Regions from separate parts of the Zea mays genome. Here regions 2 and 3 are each linked to region 1. A link is a contact called in public Hi-C data. All regions are on one chromosome and are shown on one strand. The core of a region is the stretch at or near the end of the contact, and the rest is flanking DNA. Distances in the headings are between cores, read along the strand shown. Region 1 holds the start of LOC100275992. Region 2 has its middle 35 kb from the start of LOC103641516. Region 3 holds the start of LOC103641516 (probable protein phosphatase 2C 37).

The links. Hi-C and Micro-C count contacts between places; a contact is called where the count stands out from the background.
Region 2: a contact with region 1 is called in a Hi-C map of leaf, with 2.7 times the contacts expected there. The contact joins the enhancer-like site here to the promoter of LOC100275992 in region 1. A contact is called at or near these places in 3 of 25 Hi-C or Micro-C datasets (ear and leaf).
Region 3: a Hi-C map of leaf shows a contact between it and region 1, with 3 times the contacts expected there. The contact joins the promoter of LOC103641516 here to the promoter of LOC100275992 in region 1. A contact is called at or near these places in 2 of 25 Hi-C or Micro-C datasets (ear and leaf).

What each region holds. Positions count from the first base shown.
Region 1 is chr10:103,424,669-103,429,700 of Zm-B73-REFERENCE-NAM-5.0, forward strand. It overlaps LOC100275992, which reads left to right and starts at 2,782. Exons shown (of 1, transcript NM_001149893.2): 1 at 2,782-3,748. The coding sequence starts at 2,794. The coding sequence ends at 3,477.
Region 2 is chr10:103,605,571-103,610,602 of Zm-B73-REFERENCE-NAM-5.0, forward strand. It overlaps the pseudogene LOC109942880. Among protein-coding and RNA genes, the nearest start is that of LOC103641516, 35 kb to the left of the region's middle. Within about 2 kb of position 2,056, at least 1 of the 20 cell types and tissues checked has an H3K27ac peak or open chromatin away from gene starts, as enhancers often do. A contact at or near this core is called in leaf, where this site is marked.
Region 3 is chr10:103,571,019-103,576,050 of Zm-B73-REFERENCE-NAM-5.0, forward strand. It overlaps LOC103641516 (probable protein phosphatase 2C 37), which reads left to right and starts at 2,315. Exons shown (of 4, transcript NM_001319772.1): 1 at 2,315-2,851; 2 at 3,399-3,797; 3 at 4,784-4,889. The coding sequence starts at 2,315.

The DNA.
Region 1 (5,032 bases), core at 1,532-4,031:
AAAGGATCCAATGTATTCTAAAGTGCATAACAAGCTCATGCCTTATGCCCTTTTCTTTGACGGGTGCATAGGAGCTTTAGATGGTACACATAGTCTAGATCATGTATGTCATGAGTCGAGGTCGGACTAAATAAGTAGAAAAGGGTGGCCTAGCTACAATATATTAGGGATTGTAGACATGGATATGCGGTTCACTTTTGTAGGTGCGGGTCTGACTGGTTCTTGTCGTTACATGGCAGTGCTCAGGGATTGCATGGGAGAAGCAAATTATCCACACCCACCAACAAGTATGGTGGCATGTTATGTTGGCATTGCATACATTGTCTTCATTATGTTCTAGTAAATGTTTTTCTAAGTTTATTTGTTTTAGTATAGGGAGGTATTATCTAGTGGATGTTGGTTATGCAATTTGCGAAGGTTACTTGCCACCATATCAGAATCAGAAATATCACATAAAGATTTTCATTGAAGAGGAGCAGAAACTGTGGAGAAAAAAAAATTCAATTTCCACATCTCGAGTCTACGAAATGTAGTTGAACAAGCTTTTAGACTTCTCAAATCAAGGTGGCATGTGCTACGAGGACTCCCGTTGTATGAAAGAAGCAGGCAAGTGAAGATTGTAATTTCTTGTTTTGATGTGCACAACTATTTGTTGGACCGAGGCCACATAGGAGGATCAGGGAGTAGTTTGCATGGCCAAGCTGATTACGATGTGTCAGATTGGGTGAGTGTTAATGCAAGTCAAGAAATGACATTAGTGAGAGATTGTATCGCCGCTGAAGTATCGTTGATGTAGTCAACAAGTAGTAGTGTTAGTGAAGTTAAGTTTGTTTTGTTTTCATATTTGGTGGGTTTGCACAAATTACTAACAATTTTGTAATTGTACACATATTACCGACAAAGGAATCCAGAATGGAGCTATTTTGGAATTTGTGATTCAACAAGGGTGGGTAAGTGTGATGTTCCTCAGTGGATGTAATGAAGTAGTTAGATGAATCTGATTTGTGTTGTAATGCATCGTGGTACTGAGTACTCTCTAGTACGAACTAGCTTTGCAGTAGTTAGATGAATATGTATATGTAATGTACTGTGCCCATAAGTATTTTCCACTGTTCGACGGCTGTGTTGGTAATTCAACTGAAATGTGGCACATGCCCCCTTGTATTTTTTGAAATATGGACATCCAAAATCGCCTCCAATACAAATTGGATGCGACCTATAGTTCCCGTCGGGAGGAAGAATGTGTTTACAACACAAAGTTCACTGCGGTGTTCCTTAACACAACCCGTCAGAGGAAGGATGCTATTTCCACCGGCAGGTTGGGTTAAGGAACCGCCAATGAAAATGCTATTTTCATTGACGGTTCTTTTATACCTACTGACCACTTAACAAGTTGGAAACATCAACCCGCCCTAATGCCTTCTAGCTAGTTGGCGCGGTAGTTAAAACCAAGTCTTATTCAGGAACCGGTACTGATGTACGTACCCGTCCTCCAGTGTGGTGTTTGTTTTCTGATGAATGGGATTTGAGATTCTTTAGAGCTCGCGCTGTTGTGTGATGAATCACGTACGTTCCCGGCGAGACTTTTCTTGTGACGTGTTTTGCGCATCGTTATATTACTTGTCGATCGCTGGGTAATGTGTTTTTGCGTGAACGTATATGGTGAGTGTGTCGCCATTCGTCAAGTGTTATTAAGTTCCTCGCTCGTTCACACCAGGGAGAGAGGTCATGCATGGTAAAAGAGCTAGGGTAAAAGGTCTAGTACTAGTAGCTAAGCATAGTTATCAACGAAAGGGAAGCGTTTGTGGCAACTGGTGGCAACAATATACTTCGCCTTTCTATTGGCATCATGCCATTGCATGCCCGAAGTATATTGCTCAATGCTGCCTGCTGCTCGTTGCTGCCCACTGTGAGCTGAGAAAGCGAGCAGAACGAGTTGACCCCAACAAATACTATTTTAATTAGCTCTTGCTTTTCAACATGATCTACGACGTGTGTGGATGCCGAGATGTGATGTGCTGCAGAGGCTGGACATGACACCTTGACCAATCATGGAAGCTAAGGCCCGGATTCGCCCTCTCTGTATCTCTGCCCGCGCGGAAGCCAGATTGAAATGCATGTACTATACCTACTCGTAATGTTTGCAGTCAAACTGCATGCATGAGGAAAATGGAGACGATGATGTATAATGGAGCAAGGCCATGGACGCTTTCAGTGCCTCGGTAACACGCCCTAGAGTCCTTTTGCCTCTTTACGGAAGGAGCTGGAGTGAGGCAGAAGCAAAAGCCCTCTGCCTGCTCCTGTGCTGCTGCGCGTGGGCGTGGGCGTGGGCGTGGGCGTGGCTGTGGTTTACAGAGTACACTACTCAATACCCATTCAACACAACAGTGTGCATCGATGTCCCCTCCCAGCCGGCCCCGGCCCCTACGATTCACGCGGCCACAAAGATTTATTTACCGCGCGCACATATATGTGGCGACCATATCTCTCTCTTTGTGCTGGCTGGCTGGCTTCAGGTGTCTTGTCGTGAAGAAAGGTACCTGCATGCCTTGCAAATGCCTGTCACTTAGTCTTGCCCAGAATGGCTGGCCTTGTTCTGACGGTATCTTGGCCGTAGCATCAATTGCGCGCCGCTTCTGCTCGATCGATCGCCATGCATGCAGAACAAATGGGCTGCTAGCTGCTTTTCTTTACAAGCTCTTCTCTTTAATTTTAGTAGATAGATAGATGCTTCTGCAGCGCAGGGTGCTATATATATAGCAGCAGCTAGCTGGGTGTGCTGCGTGCACATGCATGATTCACTTAGACACAAAGTGTTATTATCTAGCTAGTCTGGCTCAGCTCCTCGCTACGTACAGGACCACACCGCCGGCCACGCGTACGCCAGCAATGGAGAGCAGTAGAGACCACGGCCGCGGCCTCAAGCCGCTGCCAGCGTGGACGACGACGACGACGCCGGCGGGAACGGGACACAGCTTCAGCCTGGCCGCCGGCTGCTTCCCGTGGCCGCCGCAGAGGTCGTCGCCGCCGCCGTCGGTGTCCTGCTACACCTGCGGCTACTGCAGACGGGAGTTCAGGTCGGCGCAGGCGCTGGGCGGCCACATGAACGTCCACCGGAGGGACAGGGCCAGGCTCAGGCAGTGCTGCTCGGCGTCGGCGGCAGCGCACCCTTCTGCTTCCCTTCCGAGCCCCGCCCTGACCGCGCGCCACCAGCACAGCAGAGCTCCGATTCCCAACCTCAACTTCTCGCCGCAGCACTGCGCCGCCGGCGGCTCGATGGCCGCCGCCGACCCCGTCATCTACAGCTTATTCTCGACGACGACGTCGTCGTCCACCGCTGTGGCAACGAAGGCGGCAGTTGAGGTGAGCTTGGAGCTGGGGATTGGGGTCTGCGGTAGAAGCAGCGGCCGTGGCGGTGGTGTCGTCGAGGACGACGGGCTGGATCTTGAGCTCAGGCTCGGGTGCGCATGGGAGTGATGACTGATGACTGATGAGGCACACGTACGTAGTGTGTCGTCGTAAGTGTGAACCATGCATGCATGCAGGTCGGTGTAGTGTAGGGTTAAATTAAATGGTCGTCGTAGCTGTCATTATGTGAACCTTATTTCCTTTTATTTTATTACACGTGTCCTCCCTCGCTAGCTCTCGTCCATGTATGAACTATGTGCGCCCCCGCAGCAGCATTGCCACGACTTTGCTAATTGAAGTAAAAAAAAACTTTATAATGTTAGTGTGGTTTGTGGCTCCACTACCGGACTGACATTTTTTATGGAGTGTCTCAAATACTCGGCAAAGTTTTTTTACGCTCAGCAAAGATTTTATCGAGTGTTACACTTGGTAAAGAATAATCGACAAATATTTTATCAGCAATTAGTTCTTTGCTGAGTATTTTTTTTCTGGCACTCGGCAAATATTTTGTCGAGTGTCAAAAACACTCGAAAAAGTACTCAGCAAATTAAGAATCACAAAAAAAAACAGCAAAACAATTTTTTATATTTAGGGGAACACCCCCAACCATCACCACTGCCCTACCATCGTCCTTCATTTTCACCATTCTTTTGAACTGAATTTTGCGCGCAACCTACTCAACCACTACACCACTATATCACTTGTGTCTATATTATGTTTTCCTTCCTCATGTATTATAATAAACCGAGAGTAAACTGATTATTTGAGGCACTAAAGAAATTTAAATGAAAATGTTGGCATCTGTAAAGTTACATATCTTTTCAAGATCTACAACTTTCATATTGATAGTTTCATCCGAGGTCATTTACAAAATTTGAATTTAAAATTTGAAAACTTCAAACATATTTTTCTATGACAAGATGATTTTAAATCAAAAAAATTATCAATTAAAAAGTTTCATAACATTTCAAGACCTACAAACTTTTATTTTGGTGGTTTTTCCATCCGAGATTGTTTGAAAAATTTGAATTTTAAAATTCAAACAAAGTTTTGCATGACAAGATGATTTCAAACGAAAATGTTGTCAATTACAAAGTTTCATAACTTTTTAATACCTATAACTTTTTCATTTTGGTGGTTTTTCCATTTGTGGTCGTTTTGAAAATTTGAATTTTAAATGTTTAAAATTCAGAGGTAGTTTTTATAGACAAGATGACTTTAACCAAAAGGTTGCCAACTACAAAATTCCAGAACTTCTTAAGATTTACAAAGTTTATTTTGGTTGTTTGGTCATTTATTCATCCCACATGTTGGTTCTAACATTATTCATAAATCTTATACATCTCTCTTGTAGTTTCATAAACTACGAGAGAGATATAGTTTTTATGAACAAATTTACTTTTATTTTATCATATGAAGAAATGACCAAAATATAAATTATACATCTTGATGAGTTATACAAATTTATAGTTGAAAACGTTTTCATTTGAATTAATTTACTGCTTGAAAATGCAATTTTTAAATTGTCTTTGCCGAGTGTCAAAAATAAAACACTCGGCAAAAAAGCTCTTTGACGAGTGTAAAAAACACTCGGCAAAGAAACCCTTTGTCGAGTGTTTTTGTT
Region 2 (5,032 bases), core at 806-3,305, 180 kb after region 1:
ACTTGCATTATTTTGTTTGTTATACCTAGAATGCATTCACTAGGTCAAACTTTTTCGAAAGTGTGATGTTGTGTGTTGGGTTTAGGGTTTAGTTTAAGAACTTGGCTTAAGCTAGACAAGAATAGATCATCTCTTAGCAAGTGACAAATTGACTTGGATCCTTAAGTGCCAAGGGGAAGGACTTAGGACCTAGAGCAACTTTGCTTTCAAAGGTGGGTTAAGTGGAAGGATTAATTAAGGAACGAGATTAACCTCAAAACCCTAAGTGAGATTTGAAAACCTTCCTTGTGATTTGTGGATAAACAAAGAAACTCCTAAACCAAGGACACTTTAGACATGAGTTTCATGGACTAAAGTTGTAGAGCTTGGAAAAGTGGATAACTTTCTTATTTGGAGATTCCCAAGTTGTGTGGAAGAATTTGGAGTTAAGTACAAAAATTCAGTTTTGGGTTCATTTTGGAATTGCTGAAAATAATATAAACTAGTCAACTTTGGACCCTTGTAACTTCTAATCTAGAACCATTTTGAATATGGTCATTGTAACAAAGTTATCGAGCTACATGAGGAGTATAAGTTTTTTAAGTCACCAAGCTCTAAATCTATATGGAACTTGGAGAAAAACTAATCTAAAGTAAAGCTGCCAGAAATTTGGATTTCAGACTTAGTGAAATTCTGAGTCTGAATTTCAGCATTTGGAGCAAACTTTGGGCTATTGCAATTTGGAATCCAAGAAGTTTTGGTTAATGGTCACTATATAAAACTTGTAAAGGAACTATTGGAGTATAAGCTTTATTAAGCAACTTGCCCTAGAAGCATTTGGAACCCAGGAAGAAGAGTGGTTCAAAGTGGTGCTGCTGTGTTTCTGAATTTTTCAGATTGTGAATAGTAGCTGAATCTGGAATTCAGTATTGATGGCTGTTTTGGAGCTCATTTTTGGTTGTTCTATAAGGTTTTAGACTATGGTGCTTGTAGAGGAAATAAAGACCATATATTGGTGAACAACTTCCTTAAAGGGTGATGGACATGATCACATACAAGAATTGGAGTAACGACTGCTTAAAGTGGGACTGTGTTGTGGCTGAAACTGAATTATATTCAGTTATTGAAAACTGAATTTCAGTGAAAGTTGCTGAGTTTGGAGCCCATTTTCGGCTGATTCATGCAGTTATAGGCTAAGAAAGCTATACAAAGGTGGACGACCATGTGTTGGTGTATACGTTTGGTTAAGGATCATACCCCTAAAGCTACATGGAACTAGGAGAAAAGGTTGCCTAAATCTGGACTGTAAGGTTACTTGGACTGTGTTTTTTGTTCAGAACTAAAACCTGAATTTTAGTGAATCAGTTTAGAGCTCTGTTGTGATTAATCCATGTGATTTTATACTGTAGTTTTTATATAAAAGTTGAAGATCATCTAATGGTGAACAAGTTTATTTAAGCCAGTGTGACGTGGTGCTGCACATAAGTTGGAGTAAAACGTGCCCAAATTCTCTCTGTCAGACGTGTGGTGTTCAGTCTCTTATTCAGTTAGCTGCAGCTGGTTCCTAGTGTATTCACCCCACTCTGGAGCATTATAACTTTTGATCCATGAATCTTTGACCTACGGTTCCTACAGTAAACTTGTAAAGTTACATTTTGTGAACAAACTTTATTAACTATGGTTGGCATGTATTGCTTGGAATCATGAGGATCGAAGGGGTTACAAATGAGGGTTCAGTTTGGTGCCAAATTCAGTTCAGAATCTGAAACGTATTTAGTTTTGCTGAATTTTTAGAAACCACGTATTCCTTTCAGTTTTATACCCTTCTAACTCTTAATTCTTGGTGAATGACCATTACATCAAACTTGGAGATCTATTATGGAGGAATACATCTTATGATGAAGGATCCAAGTCGAGCTGTTGGGCAGGTGGTGGACTGAATATTGTTCAGATGACTGAAACCGGTTCAATTTTGGTATGAGAAAAAGATCTCCATGCCGCTGATGTTTATCCTGTACACGTGCTCAGTTCTCTAAAATTTTCTCCTTTGTTCCGGTCGTTCTTATCCAATATCTAGTGCACGTACTCCCTAGAAGTCTCTCCCGTGCGTTGTCTCATCTCCAGAAATCCACGTGCAGCCCTGAGCACAGGGCCGGGCCGGCATAATCCGAGAACATGTACTTAATTTTAAATTGGAGCCTATATCTTAAGGAAAAATAAAATATAGTAATAATATATATGTTATAATGGTTTACATAGCCATGGAAAAAGAAACGTACCTATTCAACGCTTTGTTGTATCATATTTATTTGAACAACTTCATTCTTTTGGTGTTACTTGAAATGAATTCTTCAATAATACGCTCATATTCAATCTTCTCCAATAATTCACTCTCAAGTGATATCTAGGCCAAATCAGTAAGTCTTTGTTGTAACATTGTAGAGCGCAAATATGACTTCAATAGCTTCAATTTAGAAAAGCTTCGTTCCGCTGATGCAACTGTCACTGGAATGGTCAATAGAACTCTATGGGTGTGTTTGGTTTGACTTTTGGCTTTTGGCTTTTGCCCCCTAAAAGCCAAAAGCCAACCAAAGGGCTGGATCCAGAAAGTAGCTTTTTCTAAAAGCTGACTTTCTCACAGTGCAAATCTGAAAGCACCCCTGAACCTGCTTTTAGTAACTTTTCGGATAGAACTGTGAAAACATATATCGAAGAACTTTTAACGACTTTTAGTGGATTCCACCAAACGGTTTTTAGCTTTTTAACGGCTCATAGCCTACAGCAGCTTTTTCCACAGCTCACAGCCCACAGCAACTTTTTTCACAGCCACAGCCCAACCAAACAGACCCTATATGCAATACTTGCATTAGGAAAAGAATTATGTCGTTTCAGAAACTTTAGAATTTCCAAAGGTCCCATATTTTCTTGTGGAATGAAATTTTGGAGAAACTTCAACTCTGCATACAATTCATTAGCATCAATATCAGATTTTCCATCCTTTTCGAGGGCAGCCTCCAGATTATCACAGGAGGACTTTAGGCTCTCATTATCCAATGACTGCAATGTTTCAGAAGTAAATAAGAAACCAAACATTTTCTGATAACCTTGGTATTGTTCAAATCTCCTTGTAAGTGAGGAAATTGCTTGATCAACAATAGGTATGAAATAGCTTATTCTAAATGACTCCTCTGGAGACAGTGTGGCAATATCTGGGACATCAGGGTTCTCATCAAAGTGTCTCTTTCTTTTAATTTTCCGTCTTTTACGAAATGATGTACCAATATCCATCTCAAGTGCAATGCCTTTGGCTGTCTCTAGTGCTTCTAAGAAACCAGTTTCCCTGTAGTTCTGGAAGAAAACAATCAGCCCTTGAACTTTCTCAATAGCAACATCAATAAGCATATCTTTTGATTGCAATTGTTTGCTTACTAAATTAACAGCATACAACACCTCATACCTAATAACTATAGCCACTATAAACTCATACTCTCCAAGCTCATTATTTGCCAAACCTTTAGCTTCACTGCTTGTTTTAGGATCACTATCGATATCTGATACCTGAAATTTAAACAAATAAAATGTGTCTTAATAGAAACAACAAAATGAATTACAATATTGGATAAATATGATAATACAAGGCAGTGAGCACCTGAAGTAGAGCCTCTCGAATGTCTGCACATTGAAGTCTGATAGCTTTAACACTTTCAACACGACTCTCCCAACGAGTAGCTGATACTGACTTAGGAGTCAATCTTGTTATGTTATCTTTCAGAATCTGCCATTTCTTAGTGGAATTAGCAAAGATTGTATAAATGCGTTGGATGATTCCAAAGAAGTCTTTAGCTTTACCACATGTCTTAGCCATATCACATAGTGTTAAATTAAGACTATGGCAACTACAAGCAGAATAGAAAGCTCTAGGATTTAAATCCAAAAGTTTCTTTTGTACCCCATTTTTGCATCCTTCCATATTTGACCCATTATCATATCCTTGTCCTCTCACATCATCTATATCAAGATCAAGATCCTTTAGCTGATCCTGTAGCACATCAAAAAGACCTTGCCCAGTCGTATCATTTACATCTAAAAACCAAGAAAGGATTCTTCAATACTAATAGTACTCGAAGATGAATCCACATATCTAATAACTAAAGACATTTGTTCTTGGTGGCTTGCATCAGGGGTACAATCCAGTATCACAGAGAAATATTTTGCCTTCTTTATTTTCTTAATAATTTCAGACTTAATAGTAGAAGCAATCAAGTGTATCAACTCATTTTGAATCTTATAATCAAGATAATGAGCATGAGTTTCTTCATTTGTAATACGTCGGGCATGCTCTTGAATAACCGGGTCAAATTCAGCCAACATCTCTACCAAACCCAAGAAATTGCCATTACTATCATCATACAATTTGCAATTAGTACCACGAAATGCTAGATTATGCTTGGCAAAAATTTTTACAATGGCAACAATTCTGAACAAAACTTTCCTCCTATGTTCCTTTTCTTTCTCAAGTTGTCGTTGAGCAGTTTTATCAATAGCCTGATCTGTTTGCAATCTATTACGTAACTCATACCAAGTGGTCATATTAAAAACATGATCAGCACTTGTCTCATGCTCTTTAAGTCTAGCCCCAAGATGTATCCAATCATTATACCCCTCATTTGCCAACTGACCTTTTTGATGCCCTTTTGTAAATAATTTACAACCAAAGCAAAAGATTTTATCAAGTTCCTTAGAATAAACAAGCCAATCTCTATCGCAATGCTCCCCATTTGATAGAATTCTATTATAGAATAATGCAGAAAACCTTCTAGAATATCTATCCCTTGGACCTTTCTGAATTGATAAGTCTCTTTTAGGTCCCTTCTGTGCTAAAATATCAATTTGTTTAGAACCAAGAGAATCCCAATATCTTGGATCAAATATATCAGGCTGAAAAGAATCACCATCATTCATAGACGCTGAAGTATTCAAATTATCACTATTATTGCCCATCCCTACGTTTGCGTTATCAATAGGAACATCATCAACCTCGTTGTCAGCAGCA
Region 3 (5,032 bases), core at 1,065-3,564, 150 kb after region 1:
CGTAGGGGGCACCGCTGCGGCCGTGGGATGACCCTACAGCCGGCATGCAAGGGGAGGGGGAAGGCTAGCGCGTACCGCTGCGCACAGCCTCATATGCTTCAACCGTGAGTTGAGTCTGTGACGAATGTTCGACAGCAAGCTGTTCAACGAGGCCCCGTGACTCATTACCTAACTTGTAAGTAACATTGCTCTAGAGATGTTTCAATCTTAAGCTGAGATTTTTTCTTTTGGCTTAATCATCGAATTAAACTATTCAGCATGGCACAGGGAACCAATCTGCTATGTAAAGCCTGAAAACAACAATAGCCAAAGGTTAATCGTATGGATCAGCAACAACTAAGGTCTGATTCGTTTGTGCCGGATTAGTGGGTTGGAACGATTCCTAACCGGATTGTTTCTATAATTTATATAAACTTTGATAAGGTGGAACGATTTCGGGTATAATCCGACACAAACGATTAAGGCCTAAAAGAACCGCAAATGTTAATCATATGCTGCAAATCACAAGCGACAACATATTTTTTTATCCCAACAGCGATGGATCTTGGTACGAACTGGCTGCGCGTGTGCATGAAAGGGCCCAACGATTACCAGGTTTAACAGATTTTTGGAGAAATTAAGCGTGTATTTGGTTATCGGGTTGATGCGAGTTGGAACAGGTTGAACCTGCATCAAACCGTGTTTGGTTTAAAAGGTTCGCGGGTTAAATTGGTTCCGGGTCAAAATATTCATTTAAGATACGGATTCTAGGGATTCCTTAAAAACAAGCGAACCACTTCGATCCACTCCCACTCCACCCCTCCTGTCACCCACACGGACACACCATATCTTCACCCGAGCGCAGCCTACGCAGGGCGCACCACCGTCAGCCTATTCTCGAGTCATCGGCTCCCCCGTCGGTGTACCGTCCGGCGCAGCGCGCCCCCGACCACGCCCCTGTCAGAGTCCTCCGTCACCCTGCTCTCCGGCACCAGCATGTTCTCCAGCCATAGACTCCCAAACCGGTCTGTCCTCTGGCGCGCTACGCCCCCGTCCGTGTCTTCCAACGACGTTGTTGTGCCGTGATCCAGCCCCCACCATCATCCACCAATACCACCTACATGTCCCCTACCGACACCACTAGGAGAGAAGCAGCGGCCCCCATCTTTTATTGTGCTTATTGGTTTCTCAAATACTGAAATAGTGTTGGTTTCATTTATTTTGAATGTTGTAATTTCGTTTGGAATTAAAGATATCATTTTTAGTATGGTAATGTGACCATTTTTAGTTCATCATTCATTCATCCCTCATCACGAAACCAAACAAAAAACGGTGCAGCTTCAACCCACTTCAACCCTGTCATCAAACAAGAAATTGGGTTCAACCCGTCGCTTAAACCAAACAAGGAACGGGTCCGATCTAACCCACAAAAATGAGTCGGTTTCGACTCAACCCTTTTCGTTCCAAAACCAAACGCACTATAAAAGAGGCTGTTGAAGTCCAGTTTTTTTAAGGAGCATAGGCTCTTAAGAACGTTCTAATTACTGGTTATTAGAATATACTACGTACCTTCGTTCTCGAATATTTATCGTCTGCTGATTCGTTCAGTTTTTACTAAAACACGACAAAGAAAAAAAAGGATGAAGTACCCGTTGGGATGCCCTAACACCTTTACCATTTACCATCAGACGCTTGCTATACACTATACACTAGACACACGAAAGAGAAGAATGGATGCGCGCGCGGCATGCCGGCGGGCAGGGCGTCGGGAGAAAGACGGCGACGGCAACGGCAGGCATCGTCCAAAGGCCGCACCGCAGCAGGCCGTCATACGGCGCACGCACCGTGGAGGGATGGAATGGAACGCAACGCAACGCAACGCATGCAGCCGTGCCTTTCGGTGCTGCCCTGCCAGTTTGCGCGCGGCGTCCCCCAGCGGGACCACGCGCCCCCTTTACCTCCCCGGCCACGTGTCGAGCGCAATCCACGTCGCACTTACGTGGGTCCCGCCGCACAGAACCCGCTGCTCTTCCGTCCACGCGACCTGACCTCGCATCGCAGTCTCGCACACCACACCACCCCCCACGCGGACGCCAAGGCGCAACGGAGAGAAAGAAAGAGAAGGGGGATGGAGCGAGAAGAATAAGACATCGTCTTCGACCACCCCGGCCGGCCCCTCCACTCGATCTCCCAGCCCCTCCGTCAGCCACCTCGATCTCATCCGATGCTCTAGCTAGGCAGGCTAGCTTCGCATGGATTCACCCGCGGCTGCGTCGTCGCTGCTCCTGGACCACTCGTGCCGCCGCTCTTCCTCTTCCTCTTCCTCCGCCGCCTGATGGTGATGGCCAGCGCCGGCGTCAACGTGCCCGGCGGCGACGAGGTACGGAACCCGACCGCTGCGTCCGCGTCCACCCCAGAATGCCGGATGCGCAGGCGCCACCGCCTCGAGCCCCAAGGATCCGGCGACGCCGCCGCCGCTGCGGCGCCGGGCCCGAGCTGGGTGCGCCGTCTCCGTCCTGCGGCCTCCCGGTTCTCGCCGTCGCCGTCGCCATCGCTGTCGCCGTCGTCGTCCCAGAGCTCTGCGGACAGGCCCAACGACGAGGAGCAGGAAGAGCTCGACCATGAGGTGGAGGTGGAGCTCGCGCCGGCGGGGCCGCAGCTCGAGCCCGGCGAGGCTGAAGGTGAACCTGAAGCCGAGGCCGTCGCCGTCGCCCCGCAGGTGTGGCCCGTGGCCTTCGGCTCCCTGTCCATGGCGGGGCGGATGCGGATGATGGAGGACGCCGTCTCGCTCCATCCGGACTTGTGCACCTGGGCCGCCGACGGCTCGCCCATGCACTTCTTCGGCGTCTTTGACGGCCACGGCGGCTCCCATGTACGTGTCGTGTCGCTTCACGCCCCCGCCGCCAATCTCCAGCTAGTCACTCCATCAGTCCATCGATTGATCCATCCCTAGCTAGTAGTTCATGTTCATGAGTTCATCCATCCGAAATTTCATGGATTTTTTTTACCTAGACTGATGCCATACGTTTACCTATATATTGTGCACCGTCATCTAATAGACGGTGGTAATACTAGGCCAAGAAGGAGACAGCCATGGATGCGTGCCGAAGAGAAGCTGCAACAGCTAGCTTCCTTCTCTCCCGCCGCACCACATTTGGCGACTAGCAGTAGTCACTGCTTGCTTTCCGCTGCTAGCTAGTACCAGGTGTCCAGCTGGCCACATTCTAGCTCATTCCAAATTCGACAAGGATCATCCACGTGTCTCTGCCTCGTTTAATTGTCTTTTATTTATTTATTTAGTTATTATTATTGTGAATACCCGTATCGGATACTCTCTGTGTTAGTACTTCATTAGTACTACTAATCGATCGATCGCACGACACACGTACTAATGTACAAATACCAATGCATGCACGCAGGTGTCCGCGTTATGCCGGGACCGGATGCACGAGGTGGTGGCGGAGGAGCTGGCCAGGGAGGGAGCCACCTTCCTGCGGCGGCGGCAGGAGTCGGCGGCGTCGGGCAGCGCCGCCTGGTCGGAGCGGGCGGAGGAGGAGCGCGCGTGGCGCGCGGCGCTGCAGCGGGGCTTCCGGCGGGTGGACGATATGGCGGCGCTGGCGTGCGCGTGCGGGCGCGTGGCGCGGCCAAGCTGCAGCTGCCCGCTCGCCGGCACCTCCTCCGGCATCGTCGGCTCCACCGCCGTGGTGGCCCTCCTCGTCCGCGGCCGCCTCGTCGTCGCCAACTGCGGCGACTCCCGCGCCGTGCTCTGCCGCGGGCCCGCCGGGACGCCGCCCGTCCCGCTCTCCTCCGACCACAAGGTACGACTACGTACGACACATATGCATGTACACTCCGATCATCTCGGCTTTCGACTCGCCGTAGCGTGGTGCTAGCTGTGGTTGTTGTGGTCGGAGCCGGGTCAGCCTCGCCGACCGTTGACCCGTGCGCCGCGTGTCGTGGGGGCGGGGCCCGCGTGGGTGACCCGGTGAGGTGTCTCGCGCCTCCAGAAGTTTCGGTCGCAGCCAAGTCGTGGTTGGCCGCCGGCGGTGTTCGACGACGTGTACCGCCGCTGACGTCAGAGGCAACGGATGGGATCATCATCATGGGAGCGGTTGTCGGGGCTGGGATCTCGATTCTCGACAGGAAGGCAGCGGGCGCTGCTGCTGCAGCACGGATATCAAAGCAGGCCATGCAGTGGCAGTCCCGTGGATAGCTCGGAACTTTCAGGGCGGTCGCTGTGCGCCGTCGCTGTCGCCGGTTGGACACGTGGCGGGAACGGCGGGGGATTCCGAGGGTGAGGGGGGGGGGCACGTGTCGGTGGATGCTGGGGCACGTGGGGAGACCCGAGTGGTCGCCGGCTGGTGGGCCCTTGTACCTCAAAGCTGTGGGGCCGGGGCTGCACTCTCCACTCGCTGGGTCGCTGTCGCCTGTGCGGCGGGGCCCGCCGGAGAGGAAAAGGGTGTGGTGGCCGGAGGCGCCACCTGCCCGTCTCTGCGTGCCCGCAGCAGAGAGAAGAGGAGAGAATCGATGGAATGAGGAGAAGTACTGTAGACGGGTCAGTCAGTGCTGCTGTGGCTGCTGTGCTGGTGCGCCAACATTCGTGCTGATTACGACGCCATGTCGTCGTAGTAAACTAGTAATTAAGGGATTTTTCTTAAACACATCATTACGCTATGTTAGAGCGCCTTGTCTTTCATAGGTACCGTTGCTGCGCGAGTTGCCGTTGTTTGATCAACTAAAATAACTGCTGCTTTCCAAATTTATTTTTGGTTTCGAATTGAGGAAAAGAAAAAACTTTGTGCAGCCAAATCGGGCAGACGAGAAGGCGCGGATCGAGGCGGCCGGCGGGCGGGTGGTGTTCAACAACGGGCACCGCGTGCGTGGGATCCTCGCCATGTCGCGCGCACTAGGTACTATCTTATCTACCAAAATAATGTCTGAGTCTCTCTCCACTATCTAGTGTTCTCATTAAGGTCAGAAAGTGATGCTGGGCACACGTGTCTGGCTTCTCGCGTTTGATGACACCGCCGACGATGTCGCGCGCTTTGGATCA